2 separate regions of the Anser cygnoides genome follow, and region 1 is linked to region 2. Evidence: chromatin contacts called from public Hi-C data. All regions are on one chromosome and are shown on one strand. The core of a region is the stretch at or near the end of the contact, and the rest is flanking DNA. Distances in the headings are between cores, read along the strand shown.

Region 1 (7,027 bases), core at 2,445-4,944, 110 kb after region 2:
ATCTTAAAATACATCAAGGTAAAGGGCACCTTGAAGCAGTAGTTATCCACACTATGTATGGGGGCAAACACTCACAAGAGAAAACATGACAAAAAGATCAATTGCACAAATGAGTTAAGAGACTATGTGAAAGCTAGTGTGGTTGTCAAAATGGGTTACCAAAAAGAAGCGAAGAAACATGAAAATATGAAACAGGGATACACAGGGATATTCTCCCTGTGTACTCTAACACGCAGGAAAAATATATGTTTGGTTCCTTTCATTCTTTGGTCCAAGTGCATTAAGGCAAAAGCTTTAATTATATAATTACATTCTCCACAGCATAATTTTGTCTACGTTGCATTATACGACAATAGCCTAAAATTAAAGACAACAAGAAAAACAGATTTTGAGTTCTGATTTCAATTTCAATTTAATTTTTCTACATTTGCATTCAATTTCAAACCTTCACCATAGCTAGCTTTATGTAATGATTTCTCCTTCACTCCTCCCCTTGTGGATGGAAAATAATTTAAGTCTCTAATAATCTGGCTAGGAACAAACTACATCCACCAGCAACAATGTATGTGACTGCACTTAGCCAGTCAAAATCAGTTAGTTTCACCGAGATATATGCAAGGATTCATGAAACACAGTAAAGTCACAGAAAGCTGACTGCACAATGGGGTGGAGTGCACCCTCATTGAATTCGCAAATGGCACAAAACTGAGAAGTGTGATCCACCAGAGGGCCATGCAGCTGTCCAGAGGAACCCTGTCAAGCTGGAGCAATGCACTGTCAAGAACCTCACGACATTCAGCAAGGAGAAGTGCAAAGTCCTGCACCTGGGGAGTAACAACCCCAAGCATCAGCACATGCTGGGGGCACCCAGCTGGAAAGCAGCTTGGCAGAAAAGGTACTAAGAGTCCTGGTAGACACCAAGTAGAACAAGAGTCAGCACTGTGCCCTTGCTGCAAGACTAACGGTACCCTTGGCTGCATCAGGGAAAGTACTGCCAGCAGGTCAAGGGAGGTGATCCTTCCCCTCTGCCTAGCTCTGGTGAGGCTACACCTGGAGTGCTGTGCCCAGTTCTGGGCCCACCAGTACAAGAGAGACCTGGGCGTACTGGGAAAAGTCAAATGTAGGGCCACAGGGATGATGAAGGGACTGGAACACCTCTCCTGGGAGGAGAGGCTGCGAGAGCTGGGACTGCTCAGCCTGGAGAAGAGGCTCAGGGGGATCTCACCGATGCCTACAAATCCCTGAAGGCAGGGTGCAGAGGATGGAGCCAGGCCCTGCTCAGCAGTGCCCAGGGCCAGGCCCAGAGGCAGTGGGCACAAACTGGAGCACAGGAGGCTCCCTCTGAGCACCAGGAGGCACTTCTGTGCTGTGCGGGTGTCGGAGCCGCACAGGTTGCCCACAGAGGCTGTGGAGTCTCCTCCTTGGAGATTTCCCAAAGCCACCTGGACACGGGCCTGGGCCCCCTGCACTGGGGGGCGCAGATGGGCCCAGGGAGGCCTCCGGCCTCAGCCACACTGTTACTGTGTGAAATTGAAGTTTGGATCCGCATTTGCTTTCATTTTTATTTGTTCCCCACAAAGTCATCTATTTAGCAAGCTTTTTACTGTAAGCCTCACGAATCCCCATGAGCTGGCTGCCAGTTGTTTGGCTGGGGACCATGCACACCCAGAAGCTTCCTTCTTTAGGGACAGAAGCATAACACCAAAAACTGGCAACAGAAGAAAGTACCAAGAAAACAGGTTGTAAGTTATCAAAGTTGCATTACAGAGTCACCTAGCTACACTTCGACTTTGTTCTTCTCAAACAACTGAAATTGTGGAGCAAACAGTCCTGTGTAAGTGGTGATATCCATGCTCAATGAGCACATGTAACTCTATAACACGATGTCCTTATTCAAAAGATGTGGCACCAGCTCTGCTATGCTGATCCTATCCTAAAGAGACTGAAACACAGTTAGAAACCGAAGTGGAATCATCTTTATCTAGCAGCAGTGAACAGATCAAATCTGAAGGCAAACTTAGAGCACAGACCTCACTATCCCACCCCGAGTCCAGCACCAGGAAGACGTGGGACCACAGAAGGTGAGAACACTGCGTTGGCCAGCACTGTACCATGAACCTCTGGCTCAGGGACACATTTAAATAGTCCCTGACAGGAAACATAGAATTACACAAAGATTTCGAAGGCATGGTAGATATACAAGAAATGTACAGATTACCTCTTTTCTTCTTTGCTCCTTTCCCAACTTCTCTTCACGTTTTATAGGGATTTTTTCGGTGTTACTGCACCCCGAGGTTTTTCACTGAACTATCTGCTATAATTCCAAAAGCCCTTTTCAGAGCAGTTATATATTAAAGGTTTGTTTTGTCTCATGTGCATTACTTTACATCTAACTATAGTGAATTTCATCTGCTGATCAATTGGTCTCCAGTAACCTTTCTTCAAATCTTCCTCATCTATTTGCACTTTTATTCCCTTTGTTATTATCTGTAAACTTTGTCACTTCACACACTGCCCCTTTTTCCAGGCCAGTTATCAATATGAACACATTGAACAGCACAGGTATGAATGCAGATTCCCACAGACATCACAAGTAACTGGGTAAAAATGGCTTCATTCTCCATATTCTAATCGTCCATTAAATCCTCACTGATGTTCCATTTCTCTCACGAAAACTTAATTTCAACACTTTTTGTTGGAAATCTCTGCTTAGATGATACACGATGAGCAATGCTGAGGGATACATAGCAAGGGATTAGGATACTGACAGGGGATTTTGTAGTAATCTGAAAATGAATCAGGGAGAAGTAACCAGTAAAAAGCTCTTCACTGTCTCTCCAGTGTAAGACCTAAGATACATCTAATGAGACTGGGAGGAGGAGCAAAGTTCAAAAAGAAACAGAAAGAAACAGAGCAACCAGTTAAGCCATGGAGCTCCTTATCAGAGGATGCTGTGGTTGTTAAATATTTACTTTGGCTTGCAGGAGAGTGAACTAATTTCGGGAAATGAGATCAGCTTAAGGCTGTTGAATATACAGAAAGCACCTCCAGAGCTGCAAGCTGCAGGAAGCTGTGGAATATTTTAGGGAATATCACTGCTCTTTTGCTCTGTTCTTATGCTTTGCCCTGAATAGCAACTGTGATCTACTCCCCCCAAAATGGGAATCTTAAAGTTGGCCAGTATCCTACAGAATTCCAGCCTTCTTTTTCACAGCTATCAGCAAAACGCAGACAATCCCACCTCACTTTTTATAAACTGGTTATGAATTCCTACACACACACCACATCTTATGTTTATCCTATTTACACCATATATTAATAATATGTTTGCTAGTTTTGTAGGGGTGAGCTTGTAGCTTTTGAGTTTATTTTTGCTAGAGGTTGTGACTATTTAGAGCTTTCAAATAGTTTTATGCTTCCCTGTAAAAGACACACTGTCCTTTGGTCAACTAACTGTAGTTGGCTTATATGTCATAGTACAGTCATATAAATAACATAATAATTCATTAATTTTCATATAATTATTCCTCTTCTCCTTAAAGTGATGAGATAGGCTAGATCCACCAGTCAGTTCAAATCCCACTAGGCTAAAATGTATAAAGGCTCTTTGTATATTAAAAACAAACAAAAACCAATCCTCTCCTCCCCCCAAAAAATCGTATTTTCAATTTTCTTCTAATATAAAGCTAATAGAAATTTACTAAAAAACAGATGGGCACTTAGCTATCATCAGGCTAACAAATTATCTGCTCTGTAGATAACAATTGGTGAAAGTAGTCTTAATTCCTTAAATTGAACGCTGGCTTATAGGAGACCCCCATTGTAAAACCAGTAAAGGTTCCCCTTCCTCTGAGGGGAAGGTGAAAAAGATTTTCAAACTTGTTTTCGCAACTAATGGAAGAGAAACATCTGGTTTTAGCTGTTAGTCAAGAAGGTCCCAGGAACTAGCTGTTGTTTACCTCCAAACTGTCAGTTTAATAACACTCAGTTATAACAGCAGCAGTAGCACTACAGTCAAAATGGCCTGGCTACTGATTACTGCCTTATAAAATAAGGACATTTCATTCAAAATGCAAAGGACATTGTGCTATAAAAAGATTCGTACACTCATGGTTTACTACAAACCAACTTACTAAGGGACATGTTGGGTCTTGCCTGAAATACCTCAGCACCATCTACAGGAAACCAAAGGCTAGACAGCAATTCTGAAGCAACTGCAGTAATTCAAGAAGCACTTGACTGGAATTCCAAAACAAGCAGGCACAAGGAAATGCTGGCTTGAGCAAATCTCAGATGGAGAGATGGGTTCCCATCTGCAATTCAAAGTGCCCTCTCCACCTAACTATGTTTCCTTATGCCAAAGGCTATGCCAGAAATGCCCATATATTTAAACCAGTACATTGCCACTGCATGCACTTATCACAGAATCATAGAATAGTTTGGGTTGGAAGGGACCTTTACAGATCACCTAGTCCCATGGGCAGGCACATCTGCTACTAGATCAGGCTGCCCAAATCCCCACCCAGCCTGGCCTTGAGCACTGCCAGGGATGGGGCACCCACAGCTCCTCTGGGCAGCCTGGGCCAGGGCCTCACAACCCTTACAATAAAGAATTTCTTCCTGATACATTAAGTCCACCCTCTTTTAGTTTAAAATCATTAGCCCTTGTCCTGTCACTACATGCCCTTGTTGTAAGTCTCACTCCATCTTTCTTACAAGCCCCCTTTAGGTATTAAAAGGCCACAATAGGTCTCCCCGGAGCCTTCTCTTCTCCAGGCTGAACGCTCCCAGCTCCCTCAGCCTCTCTTCACAGCAGAGGTGCTCCAGCCCCCTGACCATCCTCGTGGCCTCCTCCGGACCTGCTCCAGCAGGTCCCTGTCCCTCCAGTGCTGGACAGTTTCTTCTATTTGACCAAAAAATTATTTTAGTTATATGCTTGCCCTGCAAGGTGCTGCAGCACCTCTCACCCTGTCTGCCTGCAGGTGTAATAAGCATATTTCCTATTTTCTCATATAAAGCATTAATGGAAAATGCAGAACACCACCTTATTACCCATCCAGCTAACACTGTTAATGACTCTTCAAAGAGAGCTTACTAATCAAATGCAAAGTCATTTATCCTTTTACCAACAGTTTAGTTCTTAATTTGCTTGTGACAATGCCATGCAAAATAGTGTCAAAATATGACATGCACGCCCTCTCCCCCACCCACAATGCCTAAATAAGGGAGACTGCTTTATTTTATATCTGGGAGCCGGCACCAATGTGTGTTTCTCCATGGCCAGTCTACTCCTTATTTCATGGAAGGACAGTAGTATTACTCCATGAGCTTGGGCTGTATGTTCCTCCAGTCACAGTTAAATGCCACAAGATGTCACTGTGTCACTAAAATGTTTGGAAACAAGATCAATATTTGCCCAGTCATGAATTCATACCCTGAGACGAACAGAGAAACATAAAAAGCAAGTGAAAAGTTTGATATAAGAATTACAGGCTACGCAAAAAAAAAAAAAAAAAAGCCTTATTTTAAAATTTAGTATACATTTTGTGAGAATCTTATTGAACAATATGCTACACTCATTCCAAACAGCCTGAAATTCACAGCTCTTGAACATAGTTAAAACAGCTTATTAGAAGTTTTATAATGTGCTTTGCAATCGTTAAATTATCTAGGTTTTCAGTGCCTTGCCTTCCAGGTCTTTGTGATTATTCCCTTTGAACAAGGGAAACTGTGACCTAGGGAAGCTAAAGAGTTGGTCTAAGATCATACACTGTGCCTGACAGTCAACAAAGGAACTCAACAGTAGTTTTCCTAAGTCCAGACAAACACACTAATCAAGGGGCTCATCCTTCACCCCACCAAACCCTTCTATCTTCTGTCCTTCTCCTGCCAAGTGCATATCCTGAATGAAGGTGTCTGCTCTGCATGACGAGTCAGCACCGACATACTGTTGAAGCAGTACGCTGGAGGAGCTGGGTGCCAACTCCTGCTGAAATTCAACACTAGCTCAATGCTCCTTTGAAATCCTCACCAGAACCTTTAATCCAATCAAGAAACAGCATGTTACACTTTCTATTCTGCTGAAAGTCTCACCACCTAATCCAAATTCACTGTCCAGACATGCACAGTGTAACCAAATGAAGCCAAGGCAGTATCTAACATTGCCATCAGTGCTATATGCAGCATTTTTCTCTTACCTGCAGGTTTAGAGCACTACTACAGAGATAAAATATTCATATTTTCATATTCAGATTTTTCAGTTTTACAATTCGTTTATTTTTATGTTCCTCTGTGCCAAGGAGGAAAATAATAAATCGTGAAGCTGCAACAGATCACCAACTTTTAAGAAACATAATATATCGAAAGGGAGACCAAGGTGATGATTAGGATAGCAATTCTGCGAACATTTCACCTGACACCTAGCCTCCACTTTGCTCCACCTCGTCTAAACCCAAATCCCAGTGAGTCAGCAGCATAAAGAGATAGATAACCTCCTAAGGAACAGGGCCAAGAGGTTTCAGTGACAAGCAACAGACTATGAGCTATGAAGGAAGTCCTACTTACCTGTCGTAAGTCTCTTTGAGATCTCTGGCCAATTTGCACTTGGGCAGGATATGATGAAAAGGTGACTGTGGCCCTTCTGTGGCTATGGAAAATTTCAAAACAAGAAAGCAAACAAATAATTTCAAAGCAGAGAGAATTTCCTTTTCCCCCTCTAGGCAAAGCCAGTACCTTAGGCACAGAATCCATATCTTTCTAATCTACATTTCTTTTTCAAAGCATTTATGATAATCCAAGTTAACCATTAAGATAATAACAGTGAATTAATGCCATCTTCTGATCCTCAACTTAGTTAAACACATTACTTGTGAACTTGACATGTGATCATTTGAAGTGTTTTTGTTTTTATACATACTAGGTTTTATTTTCAATACTTGAAGCAAGATGATGTGTCAGTAAGAGTTCACCTTAGATGGTGCATATTATTATAGTAAATTGCCAAAAAGCATGGTCTATAAAGACGCTG
Region 2 (6,530 bases), core at 64-2,563:
GAATAAATCTTAATGTTAAGATGAAGGTAATACTTGATCCTACTTTTTTTTAGTGTCTTTATTATTTTTCAGTTACTATACTGCTTCTTCAGCAGGCATTCTTTTTAGATCTTTTTGTAGTGAGATATTGTAGCAGTCTCTTCAAGATAGCATTTCATGTCCTTTAACGGCCACATGAATGGTCTGTTTTAGTTGGGTGTGAGCCATTAGCCAGGGTGTTTATGAAGAGCTGGTTTTTTTAATTGCACATCAAAGGTGCTCATGTTGCGTTTGCTGGAGCTGGGGATGCAGTACTGAGTACGCTCTGAAAGAAATTCCTGTAAAAGGCAAGCCAGGCCTCTATCTGTCCAAAGGACTCCATGCATCCTTCCTAGCTTTTGCAAGATTTTAAACAGAACTTCTGCTCTGGTTTGCCTGTGTGGGGCAAAAGGCCCCTGTTCTTTTTTTCTCCCCTGAAGGCTCCAGCGGTAACATTTTACCTTTGCTTTGCGTGTGGGTCAGTTCCACAGCAGTTGAATCTGGGCTAACCTTTGCCGAGTATTCTTAGAGAGCTTCAGCTAACTAAAGTTACCTCCTAAACACTGATTTTTTTCACCTGTCACTGGCTCGGCCTCTCCTCTTCCAGTTCTCCACGGCAGTCTCAGCCTCAGCGGCTTTCCAAGCACCACACGACGCGGGTATTTCCACTCACCGCCAGCTTTATTGCGAGGGCGGCCGCCGCCAGCCTGGCCGCGGGGCAGGACCAGGCCGGGGCCCCCTCAGCTTGGGCCGGCCCCGAGGCGTGCGGGGGACTCAGTCCCTCCAGCGGTGGCCGCACTGGGGGCTGCAGCACTTGTAGAAGGTGGTCATGGGCTCGTCGGCCGAGCGCGTCTGGATCTGCATGAAGTAGGCGCGGGGGTGCTCGCACTTGGGGCACGGCTCTGCGGGGCGGGGGGCGAGGCGCCGTGAGGGGAGGCAAGGCCCGGCCCGGCCCGGCCCCGCTCGCCCCACGGCCCCTACCTGCGGTGGAGTCCACGTTCTCCCAGGCCGCGGCGCCGCCCAGGACATCGTCCACCTCCTTCAGCTGCGGGTATTTCCTGCTCGTCACCTGCGGGCCGCCGGCGGTCAGCGGGGTCCGGGCCGACCGCGGCCGCCCCCCATTCTCCACCCCCCCCCCCCGGTCCCGGTTCCCCCTGGTCCCCCGGCACCTTCCGCGTCACATTGCGCACGTAGGGGCAGGTGGTGCAGGCGAAGCGGTGGCACCGCGGCCCCTCCTCGGCCACCAGCACGTTGCCGCAGGCCGGGCAGAACAGCAACATCGCCGGTTCCGCGCCTCGCGCCGCCCCTTCCGGCCCGGCGATGGCGGAGCCCGAGGAGGAGCTGGCGCACGCCGAGGTGCTGGAGCTCTTCCAGGCGGCGCTGGCGCGGCTGGTGCAGGACCCGCTGCTCTGCGACCTCCCGCCGCAGGTGGGGCCGGGGCTGGGGGCACGGGGCAGCGGAGCGAGGGAGCGGGGGCGGCGCGGCTGAGGCTGAGCCCCCCCCCCCCCCCCCCGCCGCCCGCTCGCTCCCCGCAGGTGACGCCGGAGGAGATCGGCTCTCAGGTGGCGCTGGAGTACGGGCAGGCCATGACGGTGCGCGTCTGCAAGGCGGACGGCGAGACCATGCGTGCGTCTGGGGCTGAGGGGCGGCGGGCGTGTGGGACGGGGACGGCGGCCGAGGGGGCGCTGACGGGGGCTCTCCCCTCCGCAGCCGTGGTGGTGGTGCAGAACGCGACCGTGCTGGAGCTGAAGAAGGCGCTGCGGAGGCACGTCCAGCTGCGGCAGGCCCGGCAGGGCGGCGCCCAGCACCTCAGCTGGTGAGCGGCGCCCCGCCGCGGGGCTGCCCGGCCCTGCCCCGGTCGCCCCCCGGGGCTCCCGCTTAACCCCTTTTTCTCCCCAGGAAGTACATATGGAGGACGTACCACCTAACCTACGCCGGAGAGAAACTGGCAGATGACAGAAAGAAGCTGAGAGAGTGAGTGAGCGAGTCGCTTCCGGCGTCCGTGGGGGCTGGATGAGCCTCGTTAGAGTCAGGCTGTACTCAAAGCATGAGCACGGGGAGGGATTGGCTTGCACCTCTGTGCCAGGGCTCAGCCAGGTTCTCCAAAATGGATTGCAGGGTGGGAGCAGAGCTTCACGCAGGTGGGACACGTCCCTAGCAGAGGACAGCTGCATGACGGGAAAGCCGTGGGTAATTCTTCAGCCACAGTTTTTCCGTGATGAGGGTGTTTGTGCAATTTGGATGACAGCAAGGCAGTCAAACATTGTCCCTGGCCCAGCCACACTAAACTTTGCACAACGGCTAAACACTAAGTTCACACCTGAGCTATTCTGCAGAGATGAGGTTAGTGAGAAAAAGCATAAATGAGAGATGAAGGGAGAAGAGCACGTAGAAGGCAAGGCATGGTGTTGTGCACGTGAAGCACATCAGTTCATCTCCAGTGGAACTGGGAGCATGTGGGAGCAGCTACTCAGCAGGAGATGAGCACAGGCCCCATGACATGGTGGAGGGGATCGAAGGTGTTCTAAGGGAGGAAATCAGATGGAGCTTTTGAAGTCGCAGAATGGGGTGAGGGACCTCTGGAGGTCATCTAGTCCAACCCTCTGCTTAAGCATGGTAACCTAGAGCAGGTGGCTCAGTGCTGCATCCGGTTGGGTTCTGAGTATCTCCAAGAGCAGAGACTCCACAACCTCTGCGGGCAACCTGTGCCAGTGCTCAGACCCCCTCACAGAGCTTGACAGAGCTGCTAAGGTAGAAGGGCATGGAGAAGGGTTGAAAGAATGTAAAGCCTGCTCAGCCACACATCAGAGACAATCCTTGTAACAACACTGACAAACCACTGCTATGCTTCCATGCCTGTTCTCAAGGCAAGGAGGCAGGAGGTACTTCTGTGTACTCTAGCTGCTGCATAGAGCAAGTGCTGGTTATATCAGCCCTCATGCACACCGGCAAGAAAAGCTTGTCTGAAGTATTACAAACTCAGCAGGAATGAGAGTCCCTAGAAAGACAGCCCTGCCTAATCAAATCTGTCCTTGAAAGACTGAGCCATGGGTGACAGACATTGTGTTGAGGTGTTGCAGTTAAAAAGGCAGATGATCAGATCCTGTTCAGCCTATGCAGGTGAGAATTTTAAACTGTCCTGCAGTAGAGCACATTAGGAGTCCATCTTCCCCTGGGAAAAGGAGGCTATAGGATTTCAAAGTTTGTGGTTTCCGGAGAACTGGCATGTAACAGCACAACTCTCTGTTCAGGTATGGCATCAGAAACCGGGATGAGGTCAGCTTCATTAAGAAACTTCGAAAGTAACCTGTCAGGTAAGTCCTGAATATCCATTACAAGCTACCAGTTCTTCAGCTTTGTCTTCCCAGGGCCTTAGCATTCAGACTTACAGCAGCTTGTGGTGCTGCTCTCCACTGTACAGCAGAGCATTCCTGAACGTCCATGGCTACATTAGGCTCACGCGCTGGCTCTGGTCCATTTCCACATTCTCATTGTGTTGCTTGTGCTTCTCTTAGGGCAGGGAATGATGATTCAGCTACTTCAGTTAACAAACCACATCAGCAGCAGCAGCAGCAATACCTAAGTGTTAGCAATGGTGCATCTCTAACCCCTACATTACATTTTAGACTGCTCCCCCAGTGTCTTGAGAATCCTTAAATACGGTATTCCTTTGTTTGCTCTTATGACTGCTTCTGGGACCTTGCTTTATTTTATTTTTTTTTAGACTTGATGAATCTCTGGAAATCACTGTCAGAAATGTGGCAGGTTGTTAACTAATGCCTAGGAAGATGAGGTCTCTGTGTTACACGTGACTGTCACCATCCAGTTCATTTGATCCTCCTGTGAGTCTCGTTATATCCAAGTGACTCTTCTTCCACCTGCTCCTAATGCTCCTATACCCTTCAGAGCACCTGCAGTTAAAAGAAGCGTCCCATGGGTGCACATATACAAACTCAAGTAAACATTGCTGCTGTTCCACGTTGGGTGTACTTTGAGCCATTTTCCTCAATTACTGGACGTTATGAGGAGTTACCAAGAGGCACCTCTGCTTATGTACCATGTAGCTTTTGTTTCTCAATTTCTCAATTTTCTCAGTTTATGGAAACCTTGAGCTCAGTTGAGTTGTTCTCAGAAGGCACTAGGCAACTTTTGGCTGTAGTATTTTTGTGCAGCTGATGGATTTAAGACTACTGGTAGCATGTATATTTACCTGTATGTAGCCCAAGTATACAGCGTAGTTCTGGTATCGTGCTGCAGTGATACACACAGACACAAGGGGTGGCCAAGACTCCCAAACTTAGCATGTTTGAAATTGTTTGTCTCCCCTCATCACCTAAAAACACAGTCACCAAAAAGCAGTGGTAACTGCAATTTTTCCAAACACTTCTTTGTTTTGTGGCTCCAGCTAGCTGGGTTAGAAACTGTCACTTTGTGACCACAGTAGCTTTTTCCCTCTTTCAGTACTACCGCATCTGTGGCATCCAGTGTAATGAAGTGTGTGCCATGACAGAAAAGCTCTGTCTACCCCATAGTGCCCATGCCCAGCAGTTACCTATAGCAGCGGTTCATCCTTCTGGTACTGTGGATGTAAGAGAGCCCGTCATGTAGTTATTACTGCCACTTTCAAATATGTTCTTTCTTTAATAGAGAAATCCAGCAGAGAATCCAGCTCTACCGTGACCAGGCACTGGATCCAGCACTCTCCTAGAGGAAAAGACTGTACCATTTCCCAGAGAAGCAAACTCCAGTTGAATAGAAATTCCTACATGTTTTCGCAGTCACTGTTCAAAATGTTTCCCTCTGAGCTGTATGCTGAATGCACTATCTGTGATTAAAGAGACTCTCTAGTTTTCTGAAGCGTTTAAAGCCCTTATTTCTCTCCTTAGTGCTTTCTACAACTATCTGAAAGGTAGTGGGGAGCTGGGGGTTGGCGTCTTCTCACAGGTAACTAGCGATAGGGCTAGGGGGAATGGCCCCAAGTTGCACCAGGGGCAGTTCAGGTTGGAAATGAGGAGACATTTCTTCTCAGAAAGAGCAGTCAGGCACTGGAACGGGTTGCCCCGGGAGGGTGGTGGAGTCACCGTCCCTGAGGGTGTCTAAGGAAAGGTTGGACCTGGTGCTTAGGGACATGGTTTAGTGGGTGACACTATTATTAGGGGATGGTTGGACCAGATGATCGTGGAGGTCTTTTCCAACCTTAATGGTTCTGTGATTTCCAGCAGCAAATCTGTCTGGGTGTTTTGGGGGCCAGAAAAGCATGCATCCTACTGGTGTGTGAAACAACATGGGTGAAATAAAGCAACAAACATAGCCACAGACTATGCAAAACAATTAACAGTAGCTAAAACGCTACCTTTCCATTTAATCACCACCTCAGCAGTAGTAAATAACTCTGGTTAAAAATGTAGTATTGAAACTAGTGTAATAAAAATAATGGCAGCAGAAAAGGTTCAATACAATTGAACAAGGCACAAACGTTCTGTTCAGAGTCTTCTGAGATAAGGCAAAACATGCCTGCCGAGTGCTAAAGAGACAGTTTAAATTAACCACGGGCAGGGTTAGAAGTGTCATTGGATTAGAAGCTTTGTCCATATGGAACTAGCACAGCAAATGCAAAGACAGTCCATCTCCAGTGCCTGCTCGAGAAGCCCGTCTTTGCCTTTCAGTGGAGCTGTGCATCCAGGTCGTATTTCTCGCAGAATTTGTCTGTGAATGGTATACAAGTAAGGAACTCACACCACTCACACTTGATGGGGTAGAAATAGAATAGAATCACAAGTCCTGAGAAGAGTGCAATGAAGATGAGCTGGAAAACTATAATTTGGCATCGCTTCCTATATAAATCAAACTTCCCAAAGCTAATGTAGGGCAGGAAGGCAAAGGAGAGGAAGAAACCACTGATGAATCCTGAAATGTGAGCAAAATTATCGATCCAAGGCAGGAGGCCAAAGGCAAAAAGAAAGAGCACCACAGCCAGCAGCTTGAAGAAGGCCCTCCATGGGCGTGCCAGGATTTGCCAGCTCTGGAAGAGCTCCACAAAGAGACAGGCCAGAATCCCAAACTGGGATCCTGCAGGGCCAACCTGCAGAAGAAGAGCATTACAAGTAACATCAGGCACATGCCATTTGCCTGGCTTCTGCAGCCAGCTCCAGCCATTACAGTTACTTATCATTCAACCAACTCCTTGTTCAGTGTTACTTGGGAAAGAGATGCCGCAGCGTGAGACTTCATCCTGACAATGGGGTTCAAGGCCTGGTTTGACACGAGGACCAAGGTAGGTGTGAGGCCATCAATGGCCAGAACAGATCTTCAATTTAAGGAGGGTGAATCTGGTTTGAGTCACCAGAGTGGAGAGGTCTTTAAAGGCCATCTCCTTGGTCCCCTCACCCACCATGCACTCTTCCTTATTGAAGGACCTGGAAGACGGTCCTCCAGGTCCAACCCATGCAGCCTTCTGAAGTGAAGCCGATGGTCACATCGGGCTTCTCCAGCTGTGGAATGTGGTCAGGGAC

Evidence for each region. Hi-C and Micro-C count contacts between places; a contact is called where the count stands out from the background.
Region 1: a Hi-C map of liver shows a contact between it and region 2, with 5 times the contacts expected there. The contact joins the enhancer-like site here to the promoter of SNRNP25 in region 2. A contact is called at or near these places in 2 of 7 Hi-C or Micro-C datasets (both in liver).

Annotation. Positions count from the first base shown.
Region 1 is chr15:11,238,232-11,245,258 of Taihu_goose_T2T_genome, forward strand. NPRL3 (NPR3 like, GATOR1 complex subunit) reads right to left here. Exons shown (of 12, transcript XM_048062162.2): 5 at 6,565-6,646. Among named protein-coding and RNA genes, the nearest start is that of NPRL3, 23 kb to the right of the region's middle. Within about 2 kb of position 3,695, at least 2 of the 3 cell types and tissues checked have open chromatin away from gene starts, as enhancers often do. A contact at or near this core is called in liver, where this site is marked.
Region 2 is chr15:11,125,714-11,132,243 of Taihu_goose_T2T_genome, forward strand. It overlaps SNRNP25 (small nuclear ribonucleoprotein U11/U12 subunit 25), which reads left to right and starts at 1,314. Exons shown (of 7, transcript XR_007163429.2): 1 at 1,314-1,446; 2 at 1,554-1,644; 3 at 1,729-1,834; 4 at 1,918-1,992; 5 at 3,270-3,332; 6 at 3,743-3,860; 7 at 4,666-4,875. POLR3K (RNA polymerase III subunit K) reads right to left here and starts at 1,320. Exons shown (of 3, transcript XM_048064247.2): 1 at 1,188-1,320; 2 at 1,000-1,087; 3 at 681-920. The coding sequence starts at 1,298. The coding sequence ends at 793. RHBDF1 (rhomboid 5 homolog 1) reads right to left here. Exons shown (of 19, transcript XM_066977497.1): 19 at 5,338-6,100. The coding sequence ends at 5,681.